Linked DNA regions of Macaca mulatta: regions 1 and 3 are each linked to region 2. A link is a contact called in public Hi-C data. All regions are on one chromosome and are shown on one strand. Each heading gives the region's core, a stretch centred on a gene start, on an enhancer-like site or on the middle of the called end of the contact. The rest is flanking DNA. Distances are from core to core; before and after follow the strand shown. Region 1 holds the start of SORL1 (sortilin related receptor 1). Region 2 has its middle 27 kb from the start of SC5D. Region 3 overlaps SORL1 (sortilin related receptor 1).

The links. Hi-C and Micro-C count contacts between places; a contact is called where the count stands out from the background.
Region 1: a contact with region 2 is called in a Hi-C map of fetal cortical plate, with 2.0 times the contacts expected there. The contact joins the promoter of SORL1 here to the enhancer-like site in region 2. A contact is called at or near these places in 4 of 14 Hi-C or Micro-C datasets (blood, fetal cortex germinal zone, fetal cortical plate and 1 more).
Region 3: a contact with region 2 is called in a Hi-C map of cortical neurons, with 3 times the contacts expected there. The contact joins two enhancer-like sites. A contact is called at or near these places in 4 of 14 Hi-C or Micro-C datasets (cortical neurons, fetal cortical plate, fibroblasts and 1 more).

What each region holds. Positions count from the first base shown.
Region 1 is chr14:122,125,978-122,128,758 of T2T-MMU8v2.0, reverse strand. It overlaps SORL1 (sortilin related receptor 1), which reads right to left and starts at 1,474. Exons shown (of 48, transcript XM_015115975.3): 1 at 1,172-1,474. The coding sequence starts at 1,456.
Region 2 is chr14:121,993,767-121,996,466 of T2T-MMU8v2.0, reverse strand. No RefSeq gene overlaps it. Among named protein-coding and RNA genes, the nearest start is that of SC5D, 27 kb to the right of the region's middle. Within about 2 kb of position 1,321, at least 4 of the 40 cell types and tissues checked have an H3K27ac peak or open chromatin away from gene starts, as enhancers often do. A contact at or near this core is called in cortical neurons and fetal cortical plate, where this site is marked.
Region 3 is chr14:122,207,880-122,210,683 of T2T-MMU8v2.0, reverse strand. The region is part of intron 12 of SORL1 (sortilin related receptor 1); the gene reads right to left. Among named protein-coding and RNA genes, the nearest start is that of SORL1, 82 kb to the right of the region's middle. Within about 2 kb of position 1,408, at least 8 of the 40 cell types and tissues checked have an H3K27ac peak or open chromatin away from gene starts, as enhancers often do. A contact at or near this core is called in cortical neurons and fetal cortical plate, where this site is marked.

The DNA.
Region 1 (2,781 bases), core at 225-2,724, 130 kb before region 2:
GACCTTGGACTAGTCACTTCACCGTTCCATGCTTCAGTTTCTTCACCAACAAAATGACACAATAGGGTGATATGTTTATAAGGTTCGTCCTGGATCCCAGGGTTGAACATTTAACTCTATATATTTCCTGAAGAAATGGCTAAAGTGAAATTAGTGAGAAAAGGCAGAACTCAGGGTAATCTTTTATTAATAATTTCTACTTTAAAAGAAACAATTTGACTCTAGAAAACAAGTGTATTTACCACCTCCTCTGGTCCTACTTTTTCTCCCCTCCCGACTTTATACTTTTGCTGATGTCAATCTTAACTGCAGAACTGGGAATCTCATGAGGCAATAACACGGTCAAATTAATTTTGCCAGTGCTGATCCTAACCTACAAACTCCATCTGCAATTCCTCGCAGTAAGTCTGACCATAAAAGTGAAATTCACGTTACTTATGATCTAATAAACCCATTGCCTGGATAGAAATAAATCACTTATAAAATAATAATGCCCACCAAATTTCCTGCAGTCATTTCAAATCTCCAAGTGCCATGAGGGGTATGCCTCTCCAAAATAAAGTTATCTTGAAGGGGGTAGGAGAGTCAGTATCTTGAAGGGTGGGAAGAAGGAATGGAGAGCATCTCATACCCTAGGCAAAAATCAGAAATTAAAAATTCAGCCCTTATACACGCACACACACCTCTTGTCTGACTGTACAGAGATAGTCGACAAGCTTTCAGGTTCGCCCACCTTATTGTGCTAATAATGCTAAGTGTGGAAACCCCCACCTCGTGCTGTTCTGTGTAAGTGTACCGCAACTGCAGGGTGCTCGCCTCCACTGCCAACTGATGGTACACTAAAGAAAGCCCGTTTTTTATCCAGATGTAAAATGAAGCTGCACCCCTCCTATACCTGCCGGAAACTACAGCGTTCTGCACACACCCTGGGGTAATACGCACTGCACCCGGCAAGGTACCTGGAATACGTTTACTAAATCGACAGGAAGAAGGAAAGATCAATGCGATTCAAGTGCTGACGGTTGTACTCGTGAAGGAAAAAAACAAATGCAAGCCGGGAAGTCCCCAGTGGTGCCTGCACCTAGGAAGCGACTGCAACGGATGGATGCAGGGGTGAGGAAGTGCAGGGAGAGGAAAAAACTGGAGGGAGGCGGGTTGCAAAACTGCTCACCTGTCCGTACACCTTGATGGGCTCGGGCTGCAGGGCAGCGCTCCGTTTCCTCCGGAGCGGCTTCTCGTCCGCGCGGCTCGCCCCCCTGGCATCCCCGCGCGCCCACAGCCGCAGCTCGCGCGGGTCGCCCTGCACCACGAGGAAGCCCCGGTCCTGGGGCAAGGGCGTGCGGCCGCCGTGCAGCCTCTGCGTCCAGACTTCGCAGAGAGCTCCGGGCGGCAGCAGCGCGACCAGGGTGAATAGGAACGGGAGTCGCGACTCCCTCCTGCTGCTCCGTGTCGCCATGTTCGGGCGAACGCTACTGCAGGTGGCGCCGCCGCCAGGAGAGAATGTGCAGCGCGAGGCCAGGAGAGCCGCTGGGCCGGGGCCGCGCGCGCCGCTCCCGGGGCTCCAGGCCGCCCGCGCCGCTCCGGGCCACCCCGCTGCGCCCGCCGCCGCTGGCGCCAGGTCCCGCTCGGTTCGGCGCGGCGCCGTCACGTGTGAGGCTCGCAGCGCGTCCCCTTAACGCACTTTCTGTGCTCGGCGGCCTCGGCGGCGACTCCGGCCCCTCCCTGGCGCGGGGATGGGGAAGTTAAGGCAGCAAGCGCCGAGGAGGGTGCGTCCCCTTCCCTGGCGGGCACACCTCCTTGTTCTCCCTGCTGGAATGAAGAGTTGCGCGGGGCTCGCTCGTTTTCTCTGGAGTTAATTGCCTCCTATACAGGGTCGTGTCGAGGTCGTCCTAAACTGTGGCCACTTTTCTGAGTGCACAGCCCTCAGTCCCGTCACAAGACCACCTCCCCCCGGCCCCGGCCTCATCCCCACCTCCATGGGAGAGCCCAGAGCCACAGAATTAGCTCCTAGAACGCAACCAACAAGTCAGAGTCCAGATGAACCCGCTCCAGTGGGAAACTCAGTTTTTCATCTACTCTGGCCACCAAAACGTATTTGCAGGGGCCACAGCAAAAACCACCCTTTATCAAGCTACGTGCCCCCGCCTGAAGCACAGCAAATAAACATTCTGCACAGAGGCAGTAAAACCAAGGGTACATCTGACAAAGAATGCACCACACCTGGACAATTATTACACAGCTATACAGGGTGTGCTTGCACGCATGCATGAATACCTGTGCGTGGCACAGGGCCCCAGCGGCGGCTTGCTTATGATCCCTCCAAGGTGACCAAGCACTGAGCCACCCTGCCTCAGCAGTAAAATAGACACATTTACCAGTCCCTTCAACCCACAGCCAGGAGCTAGGCAAACACCCACAGAGGAGGGAGGACACACTTTAGATTAACCCTACATTCAGCTTGAAGAGCCAAACTCTGTGAACCTCAGGAGATAAAACTTCTGCCATGGAACTGCTAAGGTACGCCCAAGGAAAATATTTTTTTTGCAGGTTAGTGGGAGCAGCCGAGGTCTATGTACTACTGCAACCTTTCCTATTTCATTTTATGTTTCACTGCCCTCTGGACTCAGATCCTGGTTTTTGATAAGAATAAAGACACAGCAAGCAGGGCTGAAAGGGAGACTACCCCTATAGTTGCATACAAGCTGCTGTTCAGGGGAAGGACGGGATGGTCAGTTCAGTTTTCCAACAATGTTCCTCATCTCCAACAAGCCACGGTAGCCT
Region 2 (2,700 bases), core at 72-2,571:
ATTTAGGATGCACTTAAAATGGACATCAAAGAAAGCACTTGCTTATTCCCGGCATTTAATATGAGCATCTAATTAAGTTCAGGTTATTGTGTTAACTATTGTTCAAATCCATAGAGTTTATTAAACTACCTAATTTTCATATAATTCTACTGCAATTAGTGGTTATGTATTCATTCAACTGCTCAGATGAAACACATTAAATCTGGATACGGAGAGTGAATTGTTTTCATTTACCTAACTGTTAGACTTGATCATAAATGTTTATTAGAGTAAGATACACAGTTTTTGTTTGAATTCATGTCTTTAGTGCATCCACCATCGATTGCTGTAGACAGAATTTGCACGGTGTTTACCTTCATAAGTGTCTTGACCATCAATTACTTTTGCCTAAGTTTGTTTTTTTAAAAACACATTTTAGGGATTCTCTATCCTTCTCCTGATTTCATGAATACTTTTTAAAAACTTCCTCTTTGGGCTGGGTGCAGTGGCTCATGCCTGTAATCCTAGCACTTTGTGAGGCCGAGGCGGGCGGATTACCTGAGGTCAGGAGTTCGAGACCAGCCTGGCCAATACAGAAAAGCCCCATCTCTACTAAAAACACAAAAAATTAGTTGGCTGTGGTGGCGTGTGCCTGTAATCCCAGCTACTCAGGAGGCTGAGGCAGGAGAATCACTTGAACCAGGGAGGCAGAGATTGCAGTGAACTGAGGTCACACCATTGCACTCCAGCCTGGGCACCAAGAGTGAAACTCTGCCTTAAAAAACAAAAAAACAAAAACAAACAAACAAAAAAAACCACACACACACAAACAAAAAAACCTTCCTCTTTGAGAGGAATTTTAAACTTTTGCAATGGGTATGGAGAAAAATGTAGTCCCTAGTACCTTTTATCCTCACAGAGAGAATGAGAACTGCCAGACAGGAACACTCTCAAACCATTGCCACTGAACCCAGAAATGCACAGAAATGTAGAAGCCCATCCCTCCTCCAAACAAAGCCACTGCTCTCTGTGTGCTCTGAATCACAGCCTCTCCAGCCTTCTTGATAACCTTCATCTGAGACTTCCATCCTCCCACTCAACTTGCCACTTCCTTCAGTACTTAAATATCCTCCAAATTTCTCGTATTTATATAACACCTCCCACCTTGACCCAATGCCCTATTATCGACTATTGGCTCTATCTGTCCCCACATTTGGAACTGTACTTCCAGAAGACCATCTCCATTCCTTTACAACCAGTCATTGTATTTCTTCGCCATAGTCTGGCTTCTGCTGCCACCACTCTACTGAAGCTGGTTTTATCAAGCTTACCCATCGCCTCCCTGTGTTAAATGCATTAGATGCTCCTCAGTCCTTAGTTTCCTTGGCTTCTTGGTGACATTTGTCATCACTGACTTTCCTTCTTTTGGAAGCAGTCTCTCCCCTTGGTTCCTGCAAAGCAACCTTCTCCTAGTTAGTCTCATATCTCTGGCTCCTTCTCAGTTTATTACTTGCTCCTCTTCTTCTTGACTTTTCCATATTCCTTAGGATTCCATCTTTGTCCCTTTTATCACTCGACACACTCTCTCTGGGCCATGTCTTCATGGCTTTTGTTCACATCTATACCTGCTAACTCCCAAATCTGTATCTCCCTGGCACCCATCCATTCACACAGCAGTATTTCTCATGTACAAACCTGATTGCATCACCTCACAGAATATCCTTTTCAGTGTCTTCCCATTGCGTTTATGATCAAACCAACTTTCTTTGCAGGAACAACAAAGCCTTCCAGGATCTGGCCGCACCTTGCTCTCCAGCCTCTATCTCTTTCCAGTCTTCTAGAATTCTACATTCCAGCCATGCTGGACCTCCTTCAGTGTCTTGAATGGTCCATGCTCTTCCCACTCTTAACCTTCCTTCAACCAACTATTTCTACCCAGAACCCTCTTCTACTGGCCTTCCTACCTGTCACTTTCAGACATCTGGTTAAGCATTGCGTCCTTTTGGGAGAATTTTCTCTAGGGTATGTTACCTCCTGCAAACTTACTATCTCATAGCACTTCCACAGATTTCCTATCGAAATGTCCACTATTGATATTCCTTCTTAACTATTTACTGCTTTATCCTACCTTCTAGCATAACACCTGTTATACATCAGGTAATCAAAATTATTTGTTGAAAGAATTTACCTAAATGATAATAGCATTATCTGAGGATTCATGTTTTGAGAATTTTCACATCCCTTCAGGGGGGTCACCCTTGGGTATTCTCCCATTTGCTAATCACCCGCTGCTTCCAAACCAGCCTGCTCATTCATAACAGTTGGGCTCTTCCATGAAATTGTGGAGGAAAAGGCTGCAACACCCAGGCAGCTGTGCTGATCTCCAGGTGTAGGATACAGTGTGAGTTTCATTGAAAAGGTGTCTAACATCTGATTCAAACAACTCCTGGCTGTTTTATCTTCAGACCGGCTGAGTAGTTTGTACATATACTCTGAAACCTGCTTTGAATATTATGATTAATAGATGATCACAAACATTGTCCTTTTTTTTTTTTCTTTTTTTTTTTTTGAGATGGAGTCCCACTCTGTGCTCCAGGCTGGAGTGTAGTGATGTGATCTCGACTCACTGCAACCTCCACCTCCCAAGTAGCTGATTACAGGCATGTGCCACCACACTCAGCTAATTTTTGTATTTTTAGTAGAAACGGGGTTTCACCATGT
Region 3 (2,804 bases), core at 159-2,658, 210 kb before region 2:
CACGCATAACTTAAAAGAACATCAACAACAACAACAAAAAAACCACTAATGTTTACTTCGAGCAATGCTTCAATTTCTGTCCCCACTACCACCTATTTGAGTTACCAATGCTACTTTACTTGGCTTTCCTCCCTAAAGATGGGTAAAATCAGAGCAGAAAGCCCTCTTTCAAACAACCCCCTCCTCCCAGCCTCTCTCTCTGCATCTGGCTCAGAAACATCACAGAGCAACAGTGGGCACAGGCAGCTCCTGATCAGTGTCCCACTCGCCTTTGCATCCTTGGTATCTAGCACAGCATCTGCTTCATTGTAGATGTTCGACAGCTGTCTGTGTAATTGACCTGAAATGATTCCTAACAGAAATATGCTCAAGTTCCAGTGTGGGCATTAACTCCTGACTAATCTCTTATTCCCTCATGTGAAAACTAAGGAAAGTGGATTAGGTCATCTCTGGTGTCTCCTGGGTACCACCAGGTTGCACACATCCAGGGAGCCTCCACTCACATCTGTGCGCCCGGGGTTGTCATTGACACGGAGCACAATGGCAGTGGTCCCCTTGGAGCTCTGCAGTTGGCACGCCAGCTAGGTCTCCTCTAGTTTTATAAATCAGTTTTAAAAAAAAAAGCAATCTTGGATGATTAAGTATGCATGACCTATTTCAATCAAATATTTGCTTAAGTGCCTGCTAACCTGTATCGAGCAGAAGTGTTTACCTACAAAGACCTTACTAACGAGTTGCAGAATTCAGGCACATCATGTAAAGGTAACTAACATAAGAAGTCAGAATATGATCAATGCCAAATTAATAGGACAGCCTATACATGCTGTGAGTCATAAAGGAAAAGAGATCTCTGTGGTTGCGGAGGCCAAACTTAGAAGGGGCCTGAAGCCCTAGCCCAGCAACAGATATCCGGTCTTGTCAGAAGCACCCTCTCCTCGTGCACAGGCATCACAGCAAATCACTACTGTAGTTTGAGAATATGAACTAACCTGAATATTATTTCTTGCTTTTTAGAGCAGCAGGAGAAGAAGCAAAATACCTCTGTGAACAACACACTGAGTAAATGCCAGGTGGCTACACAGATTTAGGCCAAGCTCAGGTTGTTATGTGGGACACATGCACCTGTCAATAGGAAGCTTGTATGTATTTTTGTATTTTCAAATGCTCTATTTGAACTATTCAAACAGACACTTCCAAAAGAAACCTATACAAATAGAGGAATGCTACAGTGTCCATAATCCCCCAAAGTCTACAACCCCCAAGTCATTTCAGAACGTCTGCGGAAGGCTTTATGATTTTCTGGCAGCGAGTTTATTTTCCTCATCATGTTTTGCTCCAGCTAGTGCAGAATGACGCTGCGTTCCCTGAGCACATATGCACCGACAGATGGTGTAAGAGGACTAGAATCACACTAACTCCTTCAGAAGAGCCAGTTTGGAATGCAAATTTAATTTTCAGAGAAGTTAAACAAGGCAAATCGAGAACTGACTCTGAAATCTGAAAACCATACAAAGAATGAAATGTATTCCTAGGAAGCCAAACTATGTCCCCTACGTGCATATTACACACATAGCAGTATACCAAACACTACAATTGTTTCCTCGCCCACCTTATGACTACAGGGTGGCATGCATCCTATTCATCTATAGATACACAGTACCTGGCACAATCGGCGCTTGCTAAACATGTGAAATGAAAATTAAATTAATGGGTATATAAATGATAGCACAAATGTGGGAAGTACTGTGCTCTGTGATGGTCGTTGTCTGAGCAAATACCTATCTGAATATGAATACAGAGTGTGGCATACAAACAGGACCTCTTCAGAGTATTGCCTCTAAAGAAACAGCTAACCAGTGCTACACAGAACAGAGAACAGCCAAGCGGAATGCCAAATACCAGTACTTTGCTTCTCTCTCCTTCTCTGAAGCCAGGTTGCTCAACACATGTCAAATTATCCACAGGGAAAAAACCAGCTGCTAAGATCTCTTTTTCCAAACCACCCACCTCTCACTTGCTGCTGGCCCTGTTTCTTTTTTTTTTTTTTTTTTTTGAGATGGAGTCTGCCTCTGTCCCCCAGGCTGGAGTGCAGTGGCGTGATCTCGGCTCACGGCAAGCTCCGCCTCCCAGGTTCACACCATTCTCCTGCCTCAGCCTCCCGAGTAACTGGGACTACAGGCGCCCGCCACCATGCCCGGCTAGTTTTTTGTATTTTTAGTAGAGACGGGGTTTCACCGTGTTAGCCAGGATGGTCTCGATCTCCTGACCTCGTGATTCGCCCACCTCGGCCTCCCAAAGTGCTGGGATTACAGGTGTGAGCCACTGTGCCCGGCCAGTTGGCCCTGTTTCTAAAAGGAGCAAAGAAAAAGAAAGCTTTGTCCTTGCAATAAACAAGATAGTTACAGAAGCCCTCTCCAGATCCTTCACCAATCCATCTAATGGGTTCAGCTCAAAAACAGGAAGAAGTGTGGTCCAGCATGAACTTGACCTAACATGAACCATTCAATAATGAGCCAAAAGAACCAGTACATACATACAGATCTGTCTATATCTGATAAAATCAGAACATAAGGGTGTAGAGGTTACAAACTCCTGACAGTTTTGCTTTTCAGAACAATATATTGCAAAGAATGTAGGATGCAATCTAAAAACCCAAGTGCTAATCCTGCCAATGTCACTAACAAAAGGAATGACCCTGGGCAAGTTACTTCGCCTTGCTGAGCCTGTTTTCTCATCTGTGCAATGATGCAGTTAACCCTAAACATCCCTTTCAGCTCTATGAGACCCCCCACCGACCTAATGCA